Linked DNA regions of Sus scrofa: region 2 is linked to region 1. A link is a contact called in public HiChIP or PLAC-seq data. All regions are on one chromosome and are shown on one strand. The core of a region is the stretch at or near the end of the contact, and the rest is flanking DNA. Distances in the headings are between cores, read along the strand shown.

Region 1 (6,933 bases), core at 3,298-5,797:
TCAAATAAAACACAAGGTACTCTCACTTCCTATTCCTTGTTAGTCAAAGTGAATAAGGTTACCCAGTGAGGATGACTTTTTATAAGTGCGATGATAGGCTTTGGTGTTTTTTTATAAATGTTTTATGAAGTGTTCTATGATGTAAAAGGTATTATGTAATTGTATGTATATTTTAGTGTAGGTGTATCCAAGACATGAATAATAAGATGATGGTTATGCAACTGATTATCAGGGAAATATGCTTGTTCAGCCTCACTATGAATGAGCCACAGATCTTAAACATCTCAACAATTGCTGACTATAGTCTTTGAGGTCATGGAATTTGTAGGGTTTTTACCACCTTTCTTTGTTGAACAGTATTTATAAAACTACAAGAACACTGAGCCTAGGGAATTTCAACTATCACCCAGTGAATAGGTATTAAATTTGTTAACATCTTGATCCCCTCGGCCCTCTGAGCAGCCAGGCAGCGCCTGTGGATGTGCTGGAAGCCCTCAGAAGGTCCTGATGAGATCTGCCTTATCTGTTAATGCTAGCATGCTGGAAAACACAATCATTTTGTATGCATGCATGTAAGGAAAAGGGGTTGGGAAGTCTGCGATAGAGCTCCGTCTCACTGGAGATCCTTTTGCTTTTTTTTTTTTTTTTTTTTTTTTTTTTTTTTTTTAATGGCTGCACCTGCTGTTTATGGACATTCCTGGGCCAGGGATTGAATCCGATCCTCAGCTGCAAACTACCCTACAGTTGTGCAACACTGGATCCTTTAACCCACTGTGCCATGTTGGGGATGGAGCCTGCACTTCTACAGCAACCCGAACCACTGTAGTTGGATTCTTAACCCACTGCACCGCAGTGGGAACTTCCATTTAAGTGATATACTTCTGCAACTTGGCCTGACTTTTTTTCTCTTTTGCCTCCCCTTTTATTTTATGTCATATTTTTGCTTTTTAGGGCCAAACCCACAGCATATGGAAGTTCCAGGCTAGGGGTTAAATTGGAGCTTCAGCTGCCAGCCTACACTATAGCCACAGCAACATGGGATCTGAGCTGCACTGGAGCTGAAGTCTGCGACCTATACCACAGCTCACGACAATGCCAGATACTTAACCCACTGAGCAAGGCCAGGAATCTAACCCGAGTCCTCATGGATACTAATTGTGTTTGTTACCACTGAGCCACAATGGGAACTCCAACTTGGCTTGACTTTTATTAGTTCACTTTCTAGCTGTTCCTATTTTGTTGCTCTAAATTATTTACATTTTTCACACAGACAGTGCTACCTTTTCTACACATAGGGTCCAAGGACTGGAGAATCTATTAATGAACAGCAAGATTCCTGGCAATGTCTGTAACTGCTTAGAGCCATCATTAAAATGACCTGAGCTCTGTCTCATTTAAAAATTAAAAATTAAAAATTAATTAAAAATTAAAAATTAAAAATTAAAAAAATTTAAAAATGTTGAAATACTCCAAATAAAATTAAACCTTCAATAGATTATTTAAGCAAATAGGAGTTCCCGTTGTGGTGCAGTGGTTAACAAATCCAACTAGGAACCATGAGGTTGCAGTTTGGTCCCTGGACTTGCTCAGTGGGTTAAGGACCCGGCATTGCTGTGAGCTGTGGTGTAGGTTGCAGATGCGGCTTGGATCCTGCGTTGCTGTGGCTCTGGTGCAGGCCAGCAGCTGCAGTTCCTAGCCTGGGAACTTCCATGTGCCACGAGAGTGGTCCTAGAAATGGTAAAAAGACCAAAAAAAAAAAAAAAAAAGATTATTTAAGCAAATAATAAAACAATCTCAATGAAATTGCCAAACTGAATCAACCTTAACACTATGCAATGGGTCCCTTGGTTTCAGTGGACTTGGGATGTGAGTGGACCCCAGGTGGACAAAGAAATCCAGGTAATAACTAATATTACCTTCACAATGTCCAGCATCTAATCAAAGATTCTTAGACAAAGAAGCAAGAGAATGTGACCCCAAAACAAGTAATCAAAAAAATATATTTTGTATGCATGTAAGCAAAACAAAAACAACAACAACAAAAAAGCAAGCAAATGATACATCTAATATTTAGGATCAGGATATCCTTGAGGGAGATGCAGCAAAATGAGATAAGGAAGAAACACGTAGGTAAATATGTTACTGGTTGTATTCTGGCCATGGGTTAGAGCATAATGAATTATGTTCATAATTTTATTAAAATAAAGGATGCTACCAAGAGATCAATGATGATGGTATTATCAACCAGATGTTATGATTAAGCCAATTCTGTGCACTTAAAATAAAATAGAAGGAGTAAAAAAGGACACAGCATATGTGAAGACTCTAAGTCAGGAACTGGTATAACTTTCCAGAAAATAAAAGAGGCTGATGTGACTGAGACATCAAACATCAATAAGATATATCTCTCAGAGCAGACTCCCACTGACTAATCTAACAGAGGGATATGCTTAAACAAGAATGCTCATTTATTAAATCATGGTGTGAAATACAACAGTCATATGGTCTGGAAGGTTTACCCCATTTATAGCATGGATGGGGGAGGGAGAAAAGGAACACACAGCCCTCATTAAATGTCAGCTCACAACCCCTTTATAATTGTAAATTTCTGCACAAGTCAGTAGGTATTAGTGTTTGTTTTTCATACGGAGAAATTACACAGAACAAGAATGGTATTGTGAAAACACTCAAAATGAGAGTCCTAGCTCTGCCAATAACTAGCTGAAAGATGTTAAGCAAATCATTCTCACTGGGTTCCATCTATAATAACTGGAGTTGTGGTATTGGAGATTTCCCAGTTGAGTTCCACAAAACACTAGCATTTGTCGAGGTGTTAAGGAGCTTAATGAAAAAGAATTCTGTAGTCAAGTAGGTTTGGAGGTTCTGTCTCCTATATTCCCTCTCTCAGAAAGCCCTCATGCACAGTAGCATGTTAAACACTCTGAGGAGTTCTACATTGAAGAAACCGATGGAATTTCATTTACTGTGTTGTTTCTGAAACTTATTTATCTATGCAACGCACTTTAAGATTTTTATTTTTTCTATTATAGTTGATTTACAGGTTTTCTTAATTTCTTTTGTACAGAAAAGTGACCCAGTTCATGTATATATATAAATATATATGTGTATATATATATTTTTTTCTCACCATATCCTCCATAATGTTCCATCACAAGTGACTAGATATAGTTCCCTGTGCTATAAAGCATGACCTCATTGCTTATCCACTCCAAATGCAATAGTTTGCATCTACTAACCCCAAACTCCCAATCCATCCCACTACCCTCCCTTCCCCCTTGACAACCACAGGTCTGTTCTCCAAGTCAATGATTTTGTGAAACACTCTTTTATCATCATCTTTTGAAACAGGATTTGAGAAACACTAACCAGGATTTCTTAGGTCTTTTTAGGTGCTAAAATTAAGATTCTTTCTGAAGCCTCTATAGTATAAATGGAGGAGCTAGAAGTAAACATTAGAGTGAGACTCAACTAGGTCACCGAGAGTCAGCTCTGATATAAACTAAGCTAAAGCAATGAGATGTAGAGTGTGTATATGAATGCAGAGGTGGCACAGTTGATGGAGTAAACAGTCTACCCCAGTATCATTCATTGTCTTCTGGGGAGGTAGCCTCCATATTCTTTCTGGATTTGGTTATTTGCAGAGTTAAAATAAAGATTAACTTGAGAAATTTTACCAACAAAAATTCTCCTTGGATCTCCCAGAGATTTGTTTCACAAATTTCGAGTGTCTGCTGTGAGTCAGGGATGGTTCTAGACGCCAGCATGATGCCCCTGATGTGGGTCAGAATCCCTTGTGCCTGTAGGGCAGTCTGAGCAAGAGCAACTCATGTATCCACCAGCAGATGGCAGTAGTAGTCAGGTTTTAAAGCATCATATTGGCTTTAGGAATAAATGGAAATAGCAAAACATTTTTAACCCAACCTGTTAATCAGAGCTACTCCATGGTTGATGTATGACCTTGGGACAGTCATTTATCCTCTCTGGAGAGAAGTTTCCCTCTCTGAATATTGGAGAAAATAAAAATTGTCTTGAGGATTAAATGAGAAAATACATTTAAATTGCTCAGCGTGAAGGAAGGACTCATAAATGTTTTTGTTCAGTATGATCGATAGTGTTCTCATGCCACCTGACAAAAGCTCAATTTGCCAAAATAGGAATAAAATCAGTTAAAAGAGGTACTTCTTCATAGAGCAATAATAATATTAACAGAGAAAAAGATCATAGCAACTAAAAATATTTATATTCAGCTAGCAATGCACACTTAAGGTAATCATCTGAAAAAAAAAGCCAGAAATTGGGCAGACTTTTTAAATTCTGCTTTTCTCACAAGTTACTTTTAGAGTATCTTGGTTGTCTGATTAACTCCCCAGTTGTGCTGACTCAAAGTGTGAATTATTTGTAAATTTCCTAGTTATCAGAGGGGTATTTGGCTTGCTAATGGACTTCCTACCTAGATAGCCAACAGAGAATGAACAGTGTGACTTTAGCTTATTGTTTCATGGACAAAGGAGACAATTGTTTCAAGACCTCCTGACCTCTAGAATGACTCAGAATTTAAAAGCCTCAGAGTCAGCTTACTTCACTTCTAGAAAAGATGTGGGGGAGAAAAACTGGCAAATGAAGTGGGGGTTGAGGGGTGTGTAGGAGGGGACACTTTCATATGCTTTTGAGAACTGCTGAAACAACAGAGGTTCCCCAAACTGGGACCCTGTTTCTAGAGCTAATCCAGATAATGCAAGTAGAGGTGTTTGTTTTTTTTAATAGGGCCACACCCTCAGCATATGGAAGTTCCCAGGATAGGGATCAAACTGGAGCTACAGATGCCAGCCTATGCCACAGTCACAGCACCTTGGGATCCGAGCCACATCTACACCATAGCTCATAGGAAAGCCAGATCCCCGACCCACTGAGCAAGTCCGGGGATGGAACCCACATTCTCATGGATACTAGTCAGATTTGTTTCTGCTCCGCCACAACGGAAACACCTAGAGGTGTTTATTGAATGAATTCATCCATATGGAAATAATTAAGATGCTGTGGGGTAGAGATAATTTCCATACAATCTCAAGAGTTCAGTCAAAGTGGCAATCTGCATTTCCATTTGCTGTCCACACATCCCCTACTTCATCTACCGACAAAAAGTGATGTCTCACAGATAGGTTGTTCTTTTGGGAAGAGCTCCACCTGCACTGATGACAACAAAGCAACAATATTCTCATTTTTACAAAAATTCATGGGATGAAATTGAACAAAGGAAAAATAGATTATAAATAGTGCTGATGAAATATGTCAAGGGCTTTTTAAGTGGTAGCTTTTTTTTGTTTGTTTGTTTTTATTTTATTTTTGTCTTTCATATGTACTTGCTGCATATAGAATTTCCCAGGCTAGGGGTTGAATTGGAGCTGTAGCTACTAACCTACATCAAGCTCAGGCTCATGGCAATTCAAGATCCTTAACCCTCTGGGTGAGGCTAGGGATGGAACCCCCATCCTCATGGTTACTAGTGGGTTCACTACCACTGAGCCATGACGGGAACTTCTAAGTGGCAGCTATTAATGTTGATAGTCTTCTTCTTTTAAAGCAGACAATTTTTTAGAGCAGTTTTAGGTTCACAGAGAAAATTAAGTGGAAGGCACAGAGCTTTCCCATATATTCCCTGCCCCTATACATTCACAACCCATACCAACATCCAGCACCGGAGTGGTAATATGCTATAACTGATGAACTTACGTGGACAACTCATTCACTCAAAGTCTATAGTTTACAGTGGGGTTCATTTTGCTGTTGTAACATCTAAGGGTTTGGACAAATACACAATGAAATGTATCTCCCATTATAGTATCACCACTGCCTAAAAATCCTCTGTGCTTCTATTCGCCCCTCCCTCCCCTTAAGCCCCTGGCCGCCACTGATCTTTTTACAGCCTCCATAGGGTTGCCTTTTCCAGAACATCACATGGTTGTGGCCATCTTATTTTTGGCCATGCCCCAGGCATGCAGAAGTTCCAAGCCAGGGGTCAAACTCATGCCAAACTCATGTACCCAGAGCCATGGAACTGACACCAGATCCTAAACCTGCTGCACAACCAGGGATTTCCAGTGTGTAGCCTTTTGATTGGCTTCTTTCATTCAGTATGATATGCATTTAAGATACCTCCATTTTTGAAAAGACAGTCTGTTCAATAAGTGGTGCTGGGAAAACTGGACAGCCACATGTAAAAGAGTGAAATTAGAACACTCCCTAACACCATACACAAAAATAAACTCAAAATGGATTAAAGACCTAGATATAAGACCAGACACTATAAAACTCTTAGAGGAAAACACAGGCCAAACACTCTCCCCGACATAAACGACAGCAACATCTTCTCAGATCCACCTCTTAGAGTAATGACAGTAAAAACAAAAATAAACAAATGGGACTTAATTAAACTTAAAAGTTTCTGCACAGCAAAGGAAACCCTAAACAAAACAAAAAGACAACCCACAGAATGGGAAAAAATATTTGCAAATGATTCAATTGACAAGGGATTAATCTCCAAAATTTATAAACACCTCCTACCACTCAGTACCAAAAAAAAAAAAAAAAAAAAAAACCATCAAAAAATGGGCAGAAGATCTCAGCAGACAATTCTCTAAAAAAGACATATGGATGGTCAAAAAAAACATGAAAAGATGTTCAACATCACTCATTACTAGAGAAATGCAAATCAAAACCACTATGAGATACCACCTTACGTTGGCCAGAATGGCCATCATCAAAAAGTCTACAAACAATAAGTGCCAGAGAGGGTGTGGAGAAAAAGGAACCCTATTACACTGTTGGTGGGATTGTAAATTGGTGCAACCACTGTGGAAAACAGTATGGAGACGCCTCAGAAAACTAAAAATAGAATTACCTTTTGATCCAGCA
Region 2 (7,361 bases), core at 4,093-6,592, 230 kb after region 1:
ATCTGGTGTTGTCACCGCTGGGGTGTGGGTTCAATCCCTGGCCCAGGAACTTCAGAATGCCAAAGGCCTGGCAAAATACAACTGCCCCCCCACCCAAAAAAACCCTAAAAAACAAATGATTCTCTTAGCCAGTTTGGTACTAATGCTTTAGGATCAAGAGGACCAGACTGAAGGCGGTTTAGAAGAAACAGCATCTCTTGTCATAGAGCTTTGCCCCAGTGTCTGCAAAGCTTTTGTGTATTTGCTCTGTTTTGTTTTACTAGGGATGATTGCTGTGGGTTATTTGTATTTACTTGTCTCATGAGCTGTTACCTCTTAATCGTTGGCCTTCTGCAGTTAAGTATCTTAAAGGATGCCATTTATTTTCTTGGCCTTCACCCACATGTCAGACAAGTAGGAAGAATTTTCCCTCCATCTAAGCATCATGCAAATGCACTGTTAAAATAGGTGGCTAAGTCTTAGAAACTTCACACTTAAAAATATAGGGACCTCTCTGGTAATGTCCTCACTCTCCCATTTTGCTGATGAGACCCTGAGACCCAAAGAGGAAGAGTGATGTACTTCCTGCCACCCAGCACTAGGAACAGGGTCCAGACTGGCCTTTTGGTTCTCAGTACCAGGGGCTTTCAGTAGTGGCTCAATACTGCCCCCAAGAAAGGGCGAGAAGGCCCTTTTTAGGAAAAGAGGAGCATTTCAGTAAGTAACTGAACAGAGGCGTGCACACAGATCAGCTCTCCCCAATCTTTTCTCTAGGACAGTGTTTTTTTTTTGTTTGTTTGTTTGTTTGTTTTGGCTTTTTACCTTTTCTAGGGCTGTTCCCGCGGCATATGGAGATTCCCAGGCTAGGGGTCTAATTGGAGCTGCAGCCGCTGGCCTACACCAGAGCCACAGCAACTCGGGATCCGACCTGCGTCTGCAACCTACACCACAGCTCACAGCAATGCTGGATCCTTAACCCACTGAGCAAGGTCAGGGATTGAACCTGCAACCTCATGGTTTCCAGTCGGATTCGTTAACCACTGCACCACCATGGGAACTCCTCTAGGACTGCGTTTTAGAAGAAGGGACTAGTGAACCTGATTGAAGGAGTGAAGTGACACAGACTCCGCTCCAGCCTCCTTATCGACAGGAATTGTTTTCATGGCTGGAAGCAGCCAGGCTCTTGTACTTTGCCCACCTTGGGAATGCTCTTTCAGTGGATGAGGCCAGAGAATCCCTGGAAGGGGAAACCTCAGAGACTTTGGCCTGAATTAATTCCTTACCTCCCCCTCCCTCTCCCCCCCTCGGTGTTTTTGGTCTCTGCGGGTGAAGGTGCTTTTCCTGGGGACATTGGGAATAGGTGGTCACTCTAGGTGGCACTCTAGGTGGCAGTTATCTTTGTGCCACTACTGTCAGCCTTGCATCACAATTAATTTGCACACTTACTTGTTTCTTTTGCTTGAGAACAGGAACTCTCTCATGCTCATCTTTGTCCTCCTCACAGGGCTTAGTTGAGTCTCCTGTCTTTTTCGGTGTAATTTAATGGATGTGGGTGTATGTGTGAAATTTTTGTTTCAAGCCGGTTCAGTGGTGTTGGATTTTATGGGAGTGACTTGTGAAAGTGGAGCTGATTCATTCTCTTAGATGTGAGATGCATATGGTAAGTCCAGTCTTCTCCACATGCAGATGAGAAAATTCCTTGGCATAGTGGTGATGGGGTTTAATCCTAAAACCAGCTAGTAGCTGGACAGACAGACAGGACTCCGGACCCAGGCTCAAGACTTCTACCTTTTCTCCTGGGCTCTTCCACCCTCACCCACCCCACCTCTGTGGGTATGATTTCACATCCTGGAATATTCTGGAGCCTGCTTTCTTTGCCGACATATTCCCGAGGGAGAGCTGGCTTTACTTTGCTACTCTTGTTAATAACAGTTGCCTAATACTGTTCTAAACATTATGAAAGGTGTTCTCAAGCAGATGCAGGGGGACTTTATCTGTGACGAACACAACTTAATTTCAATGTGCAATTAGGGGCACTGCCCCTTGGTTTATTTGCATGGGAAGAGCAATCTTGTCAGGTTTTGCATTTTTGATGGACCTGCTCTGTGTCAAACAGAAGAACGTGGCCGTGTCATTTTTGTCACCGCTGTCAGTAGGCAGAAATGCAGTCGGCGTTTTAAAAAGCGAGATGGTGCTTGGCGCTTGACCTGTGATTCAGAAGAGGCCTTTTTCTTTGTCTGGGCTCTCTTCGGTGTGCTTACACATTTTTAACGTGTGGAATTTTTATCTAATGTGTGTGTTTCCTCCCCTCAGGGCGCTATTGCTGGGCCTGGCCTGTAATCACAACCTGAAGGGGGTTTCTCTTGATCTCAGCAGCTGTGAGGTAAGAACTCCTTCAGACTCTATACTGGAGTAGATAACAGCCTGAAAAGTACTTTGTCTTTTTCCTAGAAAAAGTGCAATAATGATTCCAGAGGGTATAAATGAAGCAGAAACATGCTTTAGAAGTTTCTGATATTTTGCGTTTTGTGAGTTTTATCTACAAATAGTCACGGAGCACCATTCAGCAAGCACTCAAATGTGTTTTTAATGACTCCCCCCACCCCTTCGTGCCAGTTGCTTAAGTATTTTATGACAAAGCTTTGAGATATAAAGCCTTAAACTAGCTTTATCCTTAGGAAAATTGTACCACACAGTATTTCTTGCAGGGGACAGATGTGTATAGCCTGACTTGGATTTGGAGAGCATAAAAAGGAATGTCTTTGTCATTAATTCTAGTTTTTAATATCCTCAGACAGGAAAATTATGATGCTTCTGAAAATTATAGCAGTTGCAAACACTTTCTATCAAAGTACACACGGAGAAGAATTGAGACTAAAAGTGTCTACATTTTAGGGGTTCCTGGAACTTTTTCAGTATCTTGAAACTTTCAGTTTGTATGGAGATCAGTAAGAAAATACCCAGACACAAAACTACCCAGCCTTTTCAGAGCCTGACTTTTCTTTACCCACCATGTCAAACTCGGTGTCTTTTCTCAGGCCTGGGGGTGGAAATCTCTTCATTTCTATTCCTGGGCCTTTATGCCCATTGTTCTGTCTTCCCTGAACACACGTGCCATGTCCTTCTTCCTCCCCAAGGCCTCCCTTTCTTTGAGGATCTAGTTCAAGTCCAGTCTCCTCCACACCCGCATCAGACTCCTAGTTTTCGATCAGAGTTTGGCCATTACTAGTGTGCAGTCCTGGGTAGCTTCGTCGATAGCGCTACGTCTCAGTTTCTGCACCTGTGACGTCTCTCCCAGCAGGTTGCTCCAAGGTTTAAAAGAGCTCTTCTTTGAAATGTGCTGCTCAGAATATCCAGTCCCTATAATAGTTGTTCACTGATATTGCTTATCTGTCTGTTGAATTTCCTCCCTGACTGCTTCAGCCCTTTGTGGTCTTTTTTTTTTTTTTTTTTTTTTTTTTTTCCCTTCTTCTAATTGTCTAGTACTTAATGATGGTGACATGCATTTGGATACCAAACCACATAATGCCTCCCACAGTCACTACATTAGCCCCTGTTTTCCCAGCTAGGTGGTGACTTTCTGGAGGGCAGTGTTTGTACCTTACTTTGCTTGGTGTTTCCTTTAGCTAAAAACAAGATGTCGCGTGCCAAGCACTAAATATTGAAGATTAATGCTTTACCTCTCTGATAATTCTAGAAACTGACAAGTCTGAAATTGTACCATATACATTCTTTGTGCAGGATTTTTTTTTTTTTTTCATTAATTTTGAACTGGGGTGTGTGATTTACTAGTCTTGTTGTTTGGAGGGGAAACAAAGGAAAAATCCTGGCATGTCTCCTGGCATTGTGAAATTTTCATGTGTAAAATCAGTGCTCTTTTATTTATATTTATAAAGACAGACCATAAAACTGAAACCAGCTCTGGTTATACGAATTAATTATTTGTTTACCAGCACTTTATTAAGGGCATGCCAATAATAAAATTCTTTATGAGGGAAGGAGTAAGAAGAACAGAGATGGAAAGGGTAATTCTATCAAAAACAAAAAAAACCAAGTTAGTATTAACTTGATTGCTCTATTAGGTCAGAATACTGAATTAGCAATGACCCATATCCTTTACTATCCTGATAAAAGAGGTGATTGCTACCAATATAGCATCATTTGTTTAACTCTGTGATTAAAAGTGGAATGGACCAGCTGATCCATTTAGTGATCACCTGATTCCCACGCTTATAGATGAGGAGACTGAAGTCTAAAGAAGCTGAGATAATCCAGCTCACTAATGGCAGAGTCATAATGAAAGTGTGCTTTCCTGGTTGTTATTAATACTGGTAATTATGAAAAGTATTAGACTTTTCTTCTCAAATAAGTTTATAGGCACCATATGCCCAAAGAACACTGTGTTAGTTTGTTTTAGAGCTTTTCCTTCAAACTCCTTTGTGATCCTAATGAGAATAACTCCTGGAGACAATTATATTTGGCAAACCAAAAAAAAAATCAGCATTTCTGTAGTTCAAAAATGGCAGACTGTTGGAAATTTCATTGGGGTTAAGATCCTGACCTAGTGTCTGTGAGGATGCTGGTTCAATCCCTGGCCTCACTCAGCAGGTTAGGGATCTAGCGTTGCCAAGGTGTTGGTCACAGATGTGGCTCAGATCTGGTGTGGCTGTGGCTGTGGTGTAGGCTGGCAGCCACAGCTCCGATTCAACCCCTAGCCTGGGAACTTCCGTAGGCTGCAGGTGTGGCCCTAAAAAGAAAAAAATAAAACTGTTTTATGTGGTAGCAGGGATGTTGACATTCATATGCATTCTCCCCGTGCATCTCTCTGCCTGAAGGGAGGCAATGGGTGTATACATTCTGGCCTGTGTTTAAAAATCTTACTACTTTGTAGTCATTCTTCAAGAGAAGAATAGATAAAATGCTAGGATAGAATTCTTGAAGCTTCATCTTCTTCCAAGTGAGAGAGGAAAATCTCTTATACTTCGGAGACGATGCAAAGGCTAACTGTAGCTAAGGATCTGTTGCAAGTCTGGATGTGGGAATTAGTTCTTTTAAGGAGAAACCCTCCTAAATGTGTTGCCACATTCATTGCAAGCTGCTTTAATGATGAATAGAAAAAAAAGAGCATCGGATATTAAAATTTGTAATAAGTAGGACATTGCAGCAAGTGACTGGTGACTTTTGAGGCAGTTCCATTCAGTTCGATAGTCATTCAACCAGCTTTGAGATGAGAAGGTGGGTTTGCTTATGTGTGTGGAAGCCTTGCTACACCCCTCACTGTCATTTTCCTGTTAGGCTGGGTGTAGCATGGAAAATGGAAATATTTCACCATAGGATGGACATAAGCAATGCAATACATTGCAACTATTTGGAAATGCAAGTATTTCCATTCTCTTAAAATGACTACACACACACACACACATACATACACAGTTGACCCTTGAACAATATGGGTTTAGAACTGCCTGGGTCCTCCTATATGTGGATTTTTTTCCCACATGGTGGTTGGTTGAACCCACCCATGGGGAAGGAATCACAGATAGGAGGGCCAACTGTAAAGTTATACTCGGCTTTCTGATTGCATGGAAATTTGGCACCCGTATCATCTCCCCCCGCCCCAGTTTGCTCAAGGGTCAATTGTATATATCTTTCTCAGGTACCAGATTGCCTTTTGGCATCAAACCCTGCTAGCAAGAAGATGTTTTGAACTGGATCTTGTCAAACCATTTTTTGTTCTTGAAGAAACCTGTGATATCCACATTTTGATGTGAGATAATTTCCCGGGATAGAAATAAGTTTTTCATTAAAAAGGGAACTGTTATAGAAGAAAAGAGATAGAGGGGGTTATTTTATGTTTATTTATTTATTTTTATTTTCTGTCTTTTTTTTTTTTTTTTAGGGCTGTACTTGCAGCATATGGTATATGGAAACTCAGGCTAGGGATTGGATTGGATCTGTAACTGCCAGCCGACACCACAGCCACAGCAACGTGGGATCTGAGCCACGTTTGCGACCTACACCGCAGCTCATGGCAATGCTGTGTCCTTAACCCACTGAGCAAGGCCAGGGGTCGAACCCATATCCTCATGGATACTATTTGGGTTCATTACTGCTGAGCCATGATGGGAACTCCTATATTTAAATCTCCAGTATCTGCCACCTCTTTTTTTTTTTTTTTTTTTTTTGTCTTTTTGCTATTTTTTTGGGCCGCTCCCGCGGCATATGGAGGTTCCCAGGCTAGGGGTCCAATCAGAGCTGTAGCCACTGGCCTACGCCAGAGCCACAGCAACGCAGGATCTGAGCCGCGTCTGCAACCTACACCACAGCTCACGGCAATGCCGGATCCTTATCCCACTGAGTAAGGGCAGGGACCGAACCCGCAACCTCATGGTTCCTAGTTGGATTCGTTAACCACTGCGCCATGATGGGAACTCCTGCCACCTCTTTTTAAATGGCACCTGTTCTTGAGGAAGGAGAATGAATTATTAAAATTCATTAGATTTTGTTTTTCTTTGCCTCTTGTCCCCATTATGGATATTTGAGTATAGAGCTCTTAGAACTGGAATAGCTGAAATAGTCCCCCTTCCTTGAGTGAGGCAACACTTCGCTCTTGAAAGAAATGTGATTTTGTTTTTAATATTTCAGTAAGTATTGAGTGATTCGGTTACATTTACTTTTTGATCTGGCTTTCTTTTAGATAATGCTAGTGTGTGGGATCCAAATGAGAGTCATTTAAAAACCAGTTTTACATGCATACATGCAGACACAGCCTCTTAATATGCAAATCCATTTAAAAGGATTTTCATTTACAGTAATGGAAAAGCTTTTACTGTTTTGGGAAAGCTTTACATTTTGGGGGGAATTTTAGGCACCTGATAACCTGTGAATTCAATCAAATATTCTTGGTTAACTGAAAATCTGTTATTTTCTTGTTTAAGATTTTGATTTTTGTTTTGGGAGTATATTTTTGTTGAAGCATTTTCTCTAACTCTTTGCTTTTTTACATGGTGGGTTTTTTTATTTTTTAGTGTTTTTTTGTTTTGTTTTGTTTTGCTTTTTAGGGCCACATCTGCAGCCCATGGATGTTCCCAGGCTAGGGGTCTAATTGGAGCTACAGCTGCCAGCCACAGCCACAGCAATGCAGGATCTGAACTGTGTCTGCAACCTACACCACAGCTCACAGCAATGCCAGAGCCTTAAGCCACTGAGCGAGGCCAGGGATCGAACCAGCAATCATGGTTCTTAGTTGGATGCTTTTCCACTGCGCCATGACGGGAACTCCTACATGGTGTGTTGATAAAGATGTCCACTTCTCTGTTGTTATTCTACTTACTGCTGATAACATCGTTTTTGTTTTTTTTTTTCTCCTTGGGCTTTCCTTA

What was found. HiChIP or PLAC-seq counts read pairs in DNA pulled down with a chosen protein or histone mark.
Region 2: a contact with region 1 is called in an H3K27ac HiChIP or PLAC-seq map of alveolar macrophages. The contact joins two enhancer-like sites. A contact is called at or near these places in 11 of 47 Hi-C or Micro-C datasets (alveolar macrophages, fetal heart ventricle, fetal liver and 7 more) and 1 of 2 datasets of contacts at active chromatin or transcription factors (alveolar macrophages).

What each region holds. Positions count from the first base shown.
Region 1 is chr7:20,011,889-20,018,821 of Sscrofa11.1, forward strand. No RefSeq gene overlaps it. Among named protein-coding and RNA genes, the nearest start is that of CARMIL1, 21 kb to the right of the region's middle. Within about 2 kb of position 4,548, at least 4 of the 83 cell types and tissues checked have an H3K27ac peak or open chromatin away from gene starts, as enhancers often do. A contact at or near this core is called in alveolar macrophages, where this site is marked.
Region 2 is chr7:20,236,414-20,243,774 of Sscrofa11.1, forward strand. It overlaps CARMIL1 (F-actin-uncapping protein LRRC16A), which reads left to right. Exons shown (of 37, transcript XM_013977486.2): 17 at 2,293-2,362. Among named protein-coding and RNA genes, the nearest start is that of SCGN, 150 kb to the right of the region's middle. Within about 2 kb of position 5,343, at least 1 of the 83 cell types and tissues checked has an H3K27ac peak or open chromatin away from gene starts, as enhancers often do. A contact at or near this core is called in alveolar macrophages, where this site is marked.